2 separate regions of the Lactuca sativa genome follow, and region 1 is linked to region 2. The links are chromatin contacts, called in public Hi-C maps. All regions are on one chromosome and are shown on one strand. The core of a region is the stretch at or near the end of the contact, and the rest is flanking DNA. Distances in the headings are between cores, read along the strand shown.

The links. A called contact is a pair of places that touch in the nucleus more often than the background predicts.
Region 1: a Hi-C map of leaf shows a contact between it and region 2, with 6 times the contacts expected there. The contact joins the promoter of LOC128129336 here to the promoter of LOC111876532 in region 2. A contact is called at or near these places in 2 of 4 Hi-C or Micro-C datasets (both in leaf).

The regions. Positions count from the first base shown.
Region 1 is chr9:18,693,678-18,700,005 of Lsat_Salinas_v11, reverse strand. LOC128129336 reads left to right here and starts at 3,254. Exons shown (of 3, transcript XM_052767931.1): 1 at 3,254-3,346; 2 at 3,428-3,504; 3 at 4,342-4,827. The coding sequence starts at 3,268. The coding sequence ends at 4,653. LOC111876529 (protein NETWORKED 4A) reads right to left here and starts at 645. Exons shown (of 5, transcript XR_006187243.2): 1 at 1-645. It overlaps LOC111876563 (a long non-coding RNA gene), which reads right to left and starts at 5,895. Exons shown (of 2, transcript XR_002845035.2): 1 at 5,806-5,895; 2 at 5,130-5,375.
Region 2 is chr9:18,470,082-18,476,293 of Lsat_Salinas_v11, reverse strand. It overlaps LOC111876532 (ubiquitin-conjugating enzyme E2 28), which reads right to left and starts at 2,038. Exons shown (of 5, transcript XM_023873082.3): 1 at 1,881-2,038; 2 at 1,517-1,684; 3 at 772-899; 4 at 566-670; 5 at 88-486. The coding sequence starts at 1,586. The coding sequence ends at 343.

The DNA.
Region 1 (6,328 bases), core at 2,005-4,504, 220 kb before region 2:
ATGTTGAAGTTTCATATCCTTTGTTTCCAAAGTAATCAAAGTTTGGAATCTCTGATAAGCGACGAGATAATCTGCGATCAGGAGACGTCATGGCGGAAGGTGGTTCGGAAAACACATCGAAGTTGCCTGAGTTTCGGGATCGGAGTTCCGGTGGACGGCTCCTCCTCAACTCGGCTTTGGCTTCATTGTAACGCTCGACCAATGATTTGAACATTCGGTAGAAGTCTTCGACATGAGATTGGAGTTTTGGTCTCTTTTGGCAATAGATTTCAGCTTTCTTGGCGAAAGAATCTCCTTCTTCTTCAACCAGCTTCAACATTTGTTTGATGCTTCGATCCATTTCTCGAATCAAGAATCGTTTTGTTGTTCCCCGGTTTGACATTTTGGCCATTCAGGTGTCTGAAAGGAACAATCATTTTTATGTTTGAATCGAAAAAATATATTATATACGGCTACAAGGTCCCTTAAATTGCAGAGAAATCAAGTTGAACCATGAAAATGAAACGTAAAGGTGAAGGGAGGCATGATTAGCATCGACATCTCAGGAGCAAGAAACCCTTTTGAGTTTTGATTATCAAATCTAAATTAAAATAAACCAAAAGTGTTTGTGTGTGTTGAGGCCACCACATTTTGCTCAATGATTATCCATTTTTTTCGATAACATAAATTGCATTTGCATGTTTGCTAAAATGTTGTAAATAAACTTAACCCACCCACTTATATCTTTTTTCGGATTTAATGTAATTAATTAGGCTGTATGGAGTGGTAACGAGTGATTCTAGTGTGGAGAAGATGTCATATCATTATTTACCCTTTTAACAACCAACTCACTAGGCTTGGAAATGGTATTCACTAGTGGTTAAGGTGTGAAGAGCCAAAAAGAAGGAGAGAGAAAAAGAAAAAAATATAAGGGGAAGAAAAGCTAGCCAATAAGATCATCCGTCTTCATGCGTCGTCACCAAGACGCCACAACCAAACCACCGGGGCTAGGAAATGGTGTTCACGCCATTGGCCCCTCCACATCAGCTTTTCACGCGTGAAAAGGCTTCCACTCCTGATAGCCTTAAGTCTCTAAACTTTCAATTTTATCACTATTTAACTACGTGTTACGACTCGACTTGGCATTGATGTGGCGTCTAGAAGCAAAATAAAACCCTTTATCTTCTCTCGTGTTGTATTTGTCTCTTTTTCTCTCATCTCATCTCCTCTTCTTCAAGAACGTTTCATCGTCTCCTCTCCTTTGGTTCAAAAAAGCCTTCATATGACTTACTCTTCTAAGCAAAGATAGAACATTGATCCCTATTGTATTTGATCCATTAGAAATCAAAAGACAAATAAGTTTCAAGAACCAATTTCTAGGTACTTTTTATGTTGAATTTGTTTATGTCAAGTCAAGTTGTTTAAGTCAATCGAAAGTTGAAGCATAACAAGAATGATAAAGTATTTATTATATTACCAACGATTCAAAAGAAAATACTACACATCCCTGTTAAGTCCATTCTTCAAAAAGATCCAAAGCAAAACAACTTACAAGTTTAACACAACCATGTCCTTGCCAAAAAGATAATAAACAAAACACAAACTTCACTTCCTTCACAAAAGCCCTCTGTTTGTCAATCAATGTGTCCTTAATCACCACCCTTTGATGAAGCTCGCTGATTACAATGAACAAGACTTGAAGCTTCTCCGAATATTTATCCCTACTCCTACTAATATACAATTGTGAAATCATTTTTTGAGTGTTGTGAGGCAATCCACACTAGTATTTGGCTATTTATCCCTTCTCTTCATCAAACACTTGTGTGCATCAAGTTGAGTAGGAAATAAAAGAAACGGAGCAAATGATCATGACGTTTAAGTAACTTCGCTAGTTCATCAATTAAAACACTTTATTTAGAACACATAGGTGCATCATCGCAACTACGTGGCAAGTGGCAACCGGAAAACTGCTCAAGTGGCTAAACAGTGACAATTAAAACTTTAAGGACTTAATCAGCGCGATTAAAACTTTAATGACCAAATGATTGACAATTTTGAAACTTCCATGATAAAAAAAAATCATAATTCCTAAAAAGAATTGAGGTAGCAAACTTTTACTAGGTTTACTTTTTTATATTTTGGTAGTACAAATTTCATCATACACCTCTTAGTTTGAAAAATCATTTCAAAATATTTAAAAGCTTGGGAAAATGACTTAAAAGCCCAACGAAGTTTCCAAACCATTCAAAAAACCCCAATCAAGTTTTGTTTGTTCAAAAAAACCCAACGAACTTAACATTTTATCTAAAAAGTCCAATAAAGTTCCAAACCGTTCAGAAAATCTCAATTTTGTTTTGCTTAAGTTCGTTGGGTTTTTTTTGAACAGTCAAAACATGATTGAAGTTTTTTAAACGTTTTGGAAACTTCGTTGGTCTAACAAGTCATTTTTCCGATACGGTAATAAGCCACGTCATATGTTTCTCTTATTTGACTTTCAGGAAAGTATAACTTAGTTGGACTTTTTAGACAAAATGTTAAGTTTGTTAGGTTTTTTTGAACAGACAAAACATAATTGGGGTTTTTTGAACGGTTTAGAAACTTAATTGGGCTATTAAGTCATTTTCCCTTAAAAGCTTAATTCGATTCATAATATGGATCAAAGCAACACATGTGCACATTATCCTCTCAATTTGTTGAGGCCAATGGTTTTAGCTGAAATACACCAGTTGTTATAAAGTCTATTCACATTATTGTATTTTTCTATTGCAATTTTCTTTTGCCAAAACATCATTTATCAAAATTTGTCGAGCTATTGGTTCCTTTGAATCAGAATGAGATTGATTTAATGTTTCCTAAGTTTTAAATTTTCACCTTCAAGTTTAATATACATAATATCTCAAAACAAGGCTTGTAGTTGGTATCCTTCCACTATTGACACATGATCATTCTATGATAAATTAAATGGTTAGTACATTTTACATATATTTTACCTTACAAAATAAAGACAATTGTATAAACATGTATATCCAACTTAATGGATAAGTATACCTAAATCCACTTAACAACTATCTAATGCATATAACGATTTGCTGATGGTATACAATCTCAAAAAGAACATTATGGAATATTTTGAAAGCTAATTCTTGTTTATGTCAAATGTAATGGGATATACTTTTGTTATCCCATTGTTTTTAGTGATAAAATTGGTTCAACGATCGTTCATGTCTATAGTCTTTCTTTCAAGTATAAATTAATAGCAAAATTTTATGTTTTGTCCACCAAATCAAAATGAAAAATTCTCGAATGCTTATGCTTTTCGGATTGTCTTTATTGGGTTTCTTTGGGATTTCAAGTTCCTTCAAGATTAGTAAGTTTGTTTGCTTTCAAATTTTGATAGTTTGCATGATGAAATACACGGCGTTGATTGCTAAGGGTGTTCTTTTTTCAGATACAACGAACCCCACTTACAACGTTAATCTTGCACCTTTTATACAAGATCTAAGTGCATACTATTGCCTACTCAATGTAAGTTTTCTATTTCTTTCATATATTTTTTAATTTTTTTTTCAATACATCAATTTATAGGAAGTTGTACGCATTTTAGACAGCTTTAAACACCACGCCCACTCACCTTTTTAACAAAAAATTTAATTATATTATTTGCTTAGATAAAGATAAAATACAACCCAAGTCGAATAAATAAGGTGGTGTTTCTTTTCTTTATTTCTTTTTAAGTTTTGTAAATGTAAAACATGTTCAGATAGTGATGTCTAATCGAGAAAAAATATCGTATGGACAAGGCCATTTTTTTTTAAATGAACAAACCATTTGAAGTAGATCAAATTTCCAAAAAACCAATTTTGTTTCTTTTCTTTATTTCCTTTTCAGTTTTGTAAATATAAAACGGCCGAATGGATACATTCCAAAAAACCAATTTTGTTTCTTTTCTTTCTTTCCTTTTAAGTTTTGTAAATATAAAACGGCCCAAGGGATAATGATGTCTAATATAAAATAAAATATCATATACACAAGGCCTTTTTTTTTTTTTTTAAAATGAATGATCCATAGACTAAATTACCATTTTACCTTAACATTCTAAAAAACCAATTTCACAACATTCATCAATTTTAACGTTGGAAGCTGGGAGGAAAAAGGAAGGACAAATAGATAATGGGTTAATGTATTTAAGTTGTGTTTTTTGGCTTAACCCATCAAGTCATTATGTCGATATTAAGTAAAAAAGAAACTGTTATGGATAAGTGTCCATCTTCATGTTAAAAGCTTAACCCATTATAATGTCATTAAGTCAAAACCAGTATTATATCTAAGAAAAAGTAAAGGAGATAATTGGTGGTTGTGCAGGTATCTTCGGATTGCCCGGGAAAGTTCACACTCCATGTAGGCGGATGGTTGAACATAAGTGCAAATGAGACACAAGCATTTTGTGAAGGAGGTTGTGCACAACACACTCAACAACTTCTTAAATGTGTTAAGTACGTTAAACAAAATTACGTGTTTCGAAACAAAGCCACTATCAACAACCTAAATGACACCATCAACATTGGGTGCACTCATGGTTTTAATGGGACAAGTTTGACCAGTGCCAGTGGCTCCGTGATTGCAACTGCATCATCATTTTCCGTTTTTGCCCTTTTGGCCCTCCTATTATACTAGAACTAGAAAACTTGTTTTATTTAATAAGCCGACTGTTGGTTTTATAAAACTACTATGTATATAGTGAAATAAGAGGAGGTGCATCCACCAAGTAATTTGTAATGTAATGCTACTACATACCAATACTGTTATAGCATGGAAATGAGTTTTTACCTCATTTGGTGAAAAATTATGTTCCTGCCTTTCTAAATAAATAAAATTTCACGATACAAAAGTTACTAAAAGATTGTTGGAAGTTCCATATTAGCTCGAGTGATAAAGCAAAATATGTACATCTTATAAGCAAATCATAAACTGTCTACATTGTTATTCTATAGGCAAAATGGATAACATTATATGTTTCTATAAGTTTACCAGGGATTTTACCTCAGCTTTTAGCAAGTGCATAAGCAGACTCATCAACCAATAAAAAAGCATGCATGCATTATGACATGTAATGAAGTAGCACAGACTTCAAATCATGTCTTCCGGCCATAAGAATCAAAACCAATATTTATGAATCACAAATGCATTATTTCTTTAACAAAGCAACATCAAAACACATCAACCAGAAATAGACATGAAGGCAATATAAGTCGGTAATTCTTCACAATACAATCGAACACAGACCTAAACAAAAGAAAGAAGAAGGAAACATCAATGTATGCTTACATCTGCAGCTTCATCCTTCACCTCTTCCTTCATCTCAATTTCATTTTCTTCCTCTGCCACAATTATCAAATCTGAACAATCCCTAGTTCAATGTTAAAAAAGAAAGAAAAAGAAATACAAACATACAACCTCCTTAAATAAACAGAACAGTATTATCAACATAAATCACATATGCATTGTAACATTTATAACCAATAACGTTAAAAATTAGTGTTACATCAATGTCAACAAAACGATAACTATTTATAGAAAAACTCAAACCAAGAATCGAAACGAAAAGAAAACCATACCAATTCTGAAACGATCAAAAGAAACAATCACATGATCAGTTTTATAAATACATGAAAAACAAACTTAGTCCTACGCGTGCGATAAACCCTAATCTGTAATTACAGATTCATATAAAACCTTATAATTGATTGATCACAAACCAAACGAGAAAATGGAAATCAATGAGATTACCACGGAGAAACACGAGGGAGTCGAATTGATCGAACGTACCTTCGAAAACATTTTTCGTAGCTTTTTTCAACCTAATTTACTCTGTTGCGGCTCGCTGGTCGTTAAAAAGTCTACCCCTCCGTAAAAAACAGAATCTATATCTATATTTAATAAATAAATATATATTCTTTTCTCATCATAATTTTGAAAAATTTTGCCTTGTTATTTATTTCAATTTTCATTTTCTAATATATCAATAATTTAGTTTCTATAACTTAAACTAATTATAATGACAATTAATTTAAAATTTGAAATTACGATTTCAATTTCAAATAAATTTATAATTTTTAACTTTGTATTTAACATTTTGTTATAATTAACCCGTTTAGTACACGGGTATGACAACTAAACACATAGATTTTTTTTTTGCATGTTTCTTTTTCTCATATTTTTCACTCTTTTTAAATTTCAAATTCAAATAAACTTTCCATTTAACATTTTTTTTTACTCAATCTGTATAATATACAAGTCTCACAACTAGTAAATCAATAAAACAAAGGTTATTGAGATAAAAGCTCACAAT
Region 2 (6,212 bases), core at 789-3,288:
TGAAAAGATTTTATCTGAACTATTAGATTATCGCAACTAACGAAATGAAAAAAAATAGAATATGCAAGATTGACTGATTGAGGATGGTTTTCAGGAAGAAACTGCTTATGATTGGAAAACATAACAATAACACATTTTCTAAACGTCTTTTAGTCAGTAAATCAAAATCCAATATTACACATACCAAGATGAGAAGACAAATCTTAACAACCATTTCATTAACATTTCAATTTCAACTTGAAGAATAAAAAGTGATGAAAAAGCTTAACAATTTTTATTCTTTCAACCATCCATCATATCCCATATCTCATCCAGATTCAAAAATATGAATCAATCATATCCTCATCCCATTGCATACTTCTGTGTCCAGCTACGAGCAGTGGCTTCATATTTGGTCTTATCAGTCTTGTACATATGAGCTATCTCTGGCACCAACGGATCATCAGGATTTGGGTCCGTTAACAATGAGCAAATGGAAAGCAACACCTGTATGTCATCACAGATTCATTAGAAAACTTTTAAAAATAATTAAAAGAAACAAATATTCAGAAGATCAAAACCAGACCTTGGAGATTGTTAGTGCAGGACTCCATTGTTCCTTGAGGATATCTAAGCATATGCTACCATTGCTGTTGATGTTTGGATGGAACACCTTCGTCCTAAATGCAACCTGAAAATCAAACTCTACAAACTTTAATCTTTCAAGTACAAGGACCTAAAAGAATACCAGAAATCATATGTTTGATAAAAAAACAGAAGAAGCAAATCTACCTTAGGAGGCTTGAAGGGGTAGTCAGGTGGGAAATGAATTGAAACTAAGAACACACCACCAGAGTATGGACTATCATTAGGTCCCATGATTGTTGCTTGCCAATGAAACATGTCTTCTGCAACTGGACCTATAATAACAATAAACAAAATTACATCAGCTTATGCATATATTAAGGTCTAAGATCAGTTCTCAATACAAAGAATCTAATTCAGGAAGACTTATCATTCAGATATTGTCAACTTACTTAAGCAAATAGGATTACATATGTGATCACAAGTTATTTATTTAACATATCAACCTTGAAATACCTCGATGTCATTAGTCAAGAGAAGTAAAAGCACCTAAATAGTATTCACTCAAAGAATTCCATTGAGCGATCAATTTTGTATAAAGAATCATAAATCAGGCATCTTTATCATTCAGCCACTATTGACACAGTATAACAAGAGGACGCACAACATCCACTGCAGGATAACAATAACGTTTACAGAGAATATTTGGTTCCTTAAGCTCTATGTATAACTATATATACTTGCAGTGGGTCATTAGATACCATACAAAAATGGTTTCCCTGAATTACCCACACCCCCTAACCAAAACCTTGTTGATAAGCATGCTTTCACCCGATTAAAACATCATTTACTTGCAATCAAACAATATAAACTTGTTCTAGCACAAATCAATCATGGCAAAACATGATTCCTTACGAGAATTAAACTTAAGAATGAAAACAAGTAGTTTTACCGGCACTGCATGACGTAGGAGGGTCCTTCTGCAAATCCTTGAGTTCCTTCAAGATACGTTTCGACGCCATCACCAGAGCTACTTACGATCTCAGAGCTTTACTCTCACCAAAATGTAAAAGCAGATCGCAAGTGCACAGCCAAAAAATCAGCACCGTCTAACCACGCCCTAATTCAAATAAGAATAAGAAATCAGTCCACGAGACAATTGACACAACGACAATCAAAATACCCAAGCGAGCAATCAGAGATCTATACTACCATAACCCTGTGCATACAAACAATCAAATTTTGATTGTCGCGTATACTACATATACAGATAATAGAATTCAGCTATATGTCTTTATACGTGAAGGAGGAAGTACCTGATCGAAGATATATGGAAGCAAAACTGTTGTAATTGGTGGTGTAACAATTTGAGGAGCAGAGACAGCAATAGATCGAAATGGAACTAGGGTTTGGCTTAAATTTACAGCGTATCAAATTTATAGGGCGATCAGCTTCTAGAATTTTCTTTCAATTGCGGGCCCCACAAAGTTGGCGTGAGATAAACGGGCGTCGGACTGTAAAGGCGACTTTTCTCGTTTTCCAACTTCGGCCCACTTTTACGCCAGAGATATCTTTTTTTAATCAAAAAATTTATTATTTTTCTTTAAAATCTAAGAACTTTTTTAATCCTAGAGATTTTATTTTTCTTTTAAGCAGATTAATTTTGTTTATTATTTTTTAAATTTTAGTTATAATTTATAAGATGGATCAAAATAGTTATGTGAGACTTGTGAAAATCTCTTTAAGCTCCAAATATGAAAATCTTTAATTTTTTAATAAAACTAAAGAATTTAGAGTTCTACCTACGAAAATGAGAAGATGGGCTACCGAAATCTCCTACTATGTTGAAAAAATCTAACTTTTGGCCGAGTTTAATGGTCTATTATGGTCTCCTCCTATTTAAGGTAGAAAATATTATTTTCTTTTTTCTCTTTTGGTTTTCGCATAATATTCTAAACAACATAATATAAAATTACCAATAAAGTTTATATTTTTTTTTCTAAATCCGCACATAAAATAGCCCTGATCTACCTGAAACCTAATATTTTCATAGATGTTATCCGCGAAAGTATCAAAAAGTTCTATAAAAATTGGTTTTTTTTCATATGAATCTGACATTTTCTTAAACAACATCCGCAAAAATGTTGAATTCATCCCAGAAAAATCTCATTTTTGTAGATCTTCTCTGATATTTCTACAAATGCCAAAAATGTCAAGTTTTAAATAGTCATGTTTATTTTGTGTAATCTTAATATCTATAAGTGTATTCTTGTAATTCTAAGCGTACACTTAGAATAGGTAATTCTAAGTCTAAAAATCTTAATTATATATGACCCTTTCTGGATACGTTAAGGTTATATATAGCCGAGATTTTATGGACTTAGAATAGGTGATTTTCACTCTACTTCATTTTCCTTGTTTGGATGTGATTTTAGAGTAGGATTACTTATTCGAAGGTATATTTGATCTGGATTATATATAATCGGTACACCCCATGTGATTATAGGAGGACCAGGAAGGATCACCTTTGTAAAAATTTAAATTTTCTCATAGATTCTTTAGACATTCCCATTCTCGTATAAACCCCTTAGATAAATACTCTGGAAATCAATAGAAGAGTCAAGGAGGATCCAACAGAATTTCATTAGGGGAATCCCAAGAAAGAAACATATGAGAAGCACATAGACTATTGAAATCATTTAGTGCCCTTACCCTATTAAGGACACCAATGAGATATTCGCATGAACTTCAGAGATTCAAAATCTTCATTACGAAGCAATGGGGACCAGGGTCAGAATCGGAAGTAAGACAGCTCGGGAATTCAATATACCTACATAGGAGAAAAACACCGTATAGATACCAGGAGAGAATAAATCAATACCAAGAGAGAATAAAATGGAGAACAAAGGAAAACCACACATGATTCATGTGAAGAGTTTGAGCACCATTTCATCTAAGTAATAACTAGTAAATCGGTTCAACCTAGTGAATTATTGATTTCATTACTCACATTAGGTTTGGAGCTTATCCTCTTTTCCTGTCATATCTAATGACCATAAATCAGATCACGAAATCTTAATTGATGGTGATTACTTCTCAAATTCATAAGTCTATTCTATGTAGACACTGTTATGAATTGTTTTCGAATATATTCGAAAATTGGGAAACAATATCCACCAAGCGAAGGTAACTTAGTTCGGATGATACTCGGTTCCTAACCATTCAAGAAACTTAACTATATTCCTTACCAGGACTGCATCATAGGGATGTAGGTCGAATCATTAAGAACAATATAACAAAACGAAAGATTAATACATAGATACAAATGGTTAGAATACATCTAGAGACACGATAGTCGCTCACGAACTCATTTTCTTATCATATAACATAATCATGCCTCCAAAGAAGTGTAACCAACCCACCAGCAAAACACCAATCCTTCAGATAGATGCAGCTACGTTTCAAGCTGCGGTCACAACAGCTGTAACAGCTGTCCTGGCACACCTTAATGCTAACAATGCAAATGTTAGTAGTAATGCTATCGGTAAACCTGATCGTGGTGATGATCAAGTACAGCCACAAGTACTTACTTGTAAGGACACCTCGAACCTTAAGCCTAATATCCTTACACGAAAGTTCGAGAACTTGAAAAGGAGTTGTTCAACTCAAGAACCTAACAGAGGGCAACAAACTGGGGCAGTCAATACCCCCATCAGCCCTGTTATTCTAGCACCAACCAAGCCGTACTTAGGAAACCTCCCACATTGCAGCAAGTGTACCTACCATAATCATGGAGTTTGTCGAGACCTGCATTGCAATAAATGCAACATAAAGGGGCATACCGCCCGCATCTGTAGAACTCCGGTCAAGTTCATCATTGCAACTACCGATGTTGGAATCATTCCCATATGTCACCTTTTGTGGTGAAATAGGACATTACAAGAGGGACTGTCCAACAGAGAAGAACGACGGGGGAGCAGGAGGATTTTGATCCCAATACATGGGAAAGCATCAAAGAACCTTGCTATATTTCGGTACGCTTCCAAACCCCGATAACTATTTATAATTATGATTACTTTTCCGTCCAAACTAAATCATAACACTTATATAAAAATTTGAAACCCTAACAGGTAAGCTATGATGACTTAGTGTATACATAAGGGTCATTTATAATTAAGATTTGTAGACTTAGAGTGAGTAATCCCGCCTCATTTCTTGTTCCTTGTTTGGTTGTGGATTTAGGGCAGGGTTGCTTAGTCTAAGGTCTTACCAATCTTAATTATACATGACTTGTATGCACCAAGCAATTATAGAGAGACCTAGTAAGGATCGTTTCATGAAAGTTCATAATTTCAAATTATCAGGACCCTCGTATTGGTAGTACCCGCCAACTTCGAATCAAAAAGGGGTTCGTAGTGATAATAACAGAATAAAACCAGAAGCGCGAAAAACTTAGGTACTTAGGATATCATTCTAGTAATCATTCATCCCAGAACGACTTAATATCTATTTCATCGAGAAAATTCTGACATCCTCATTCGACATGGTTTGGCCTGGCCCTTACCATGTGAAAATTCTTATGTTGTATAAGAGAAATTTTCCTTAATCAGCTGTAAGATGAAATTCTTTCAATCCATAACACAAAAACCCTTAGGTTTCCTCTCGTTTCAAAACTTCAGAAGTACCCATGAGAAGAGTACCACACCATTCTAACCTACTTAGTAGACAGGAAACTTCAAACGAAAAGCACAGAAGTAGTCTTAGAAGTCAGTAACTACTGAAATACCTCAATAGATCTCATAGGAAAATCATTGTACCGCAGGTCAAGTTCAAGAATAGAGACTAAGAACTCATTAAATTGATCTATCGTTGCTAAGTGTATACACGAGGGTGGTATATAAGTTAGACTTAACAAGATTAAGGATGTGTGCTTCCGCCTATCTCATGTTCCTTGTTTGGTTGTGGACCTGGGGCAGAGTCACCCATCTGAACGTTTTGGGAAATCTAAATTATATACGACTTGTATACACGAGGTGATGATGGATGAGCCAAGTATGAGTCTGATCAGGAACTTCGAAGCAAAAGCCAGCATCATGTATTCTACCAGGTAGAATTCAACATGAGACCACGACAGTGGGTCGAGCTACTAAATGACTACGAATTTGAAATTCGTTATCATCTTGACAAAGCCAATATAGTAACTAACACCTTAAGTCGAAAAGAGTACCTAGGTCATAGTTCCAATCATTGACTATGATAACCCATTCAAATCTCTCCACACAAAGTAAGGAGGCTCAACAGGAAGCCGTGAGACCTGAAAATGTGGCTAGTAGAGAAGATAACTGGAACGTGTGAGAGCACGGTATGCGAATATCTGTTATCTCCACTGAGATAATAGAATCATCTTCTAGTTCAGACCGTCACTAAAAAAAATCTCTAGGAACTAGAGTAGTCATGATTCAATGGGATCAACTATGGTAAAGAATGGGATACCCATTTACCAATTAGTCGAGACCATTATCACACTAGCATTCAAGTTGCTCCATTCAAAACCTTATGTGGTCACAAGTATAGATCCCATCTGCACTAGACTAAATTAGGTAATATGCAACTAGCTAGCGATCCAATTTCAACACATCACCCTCGTT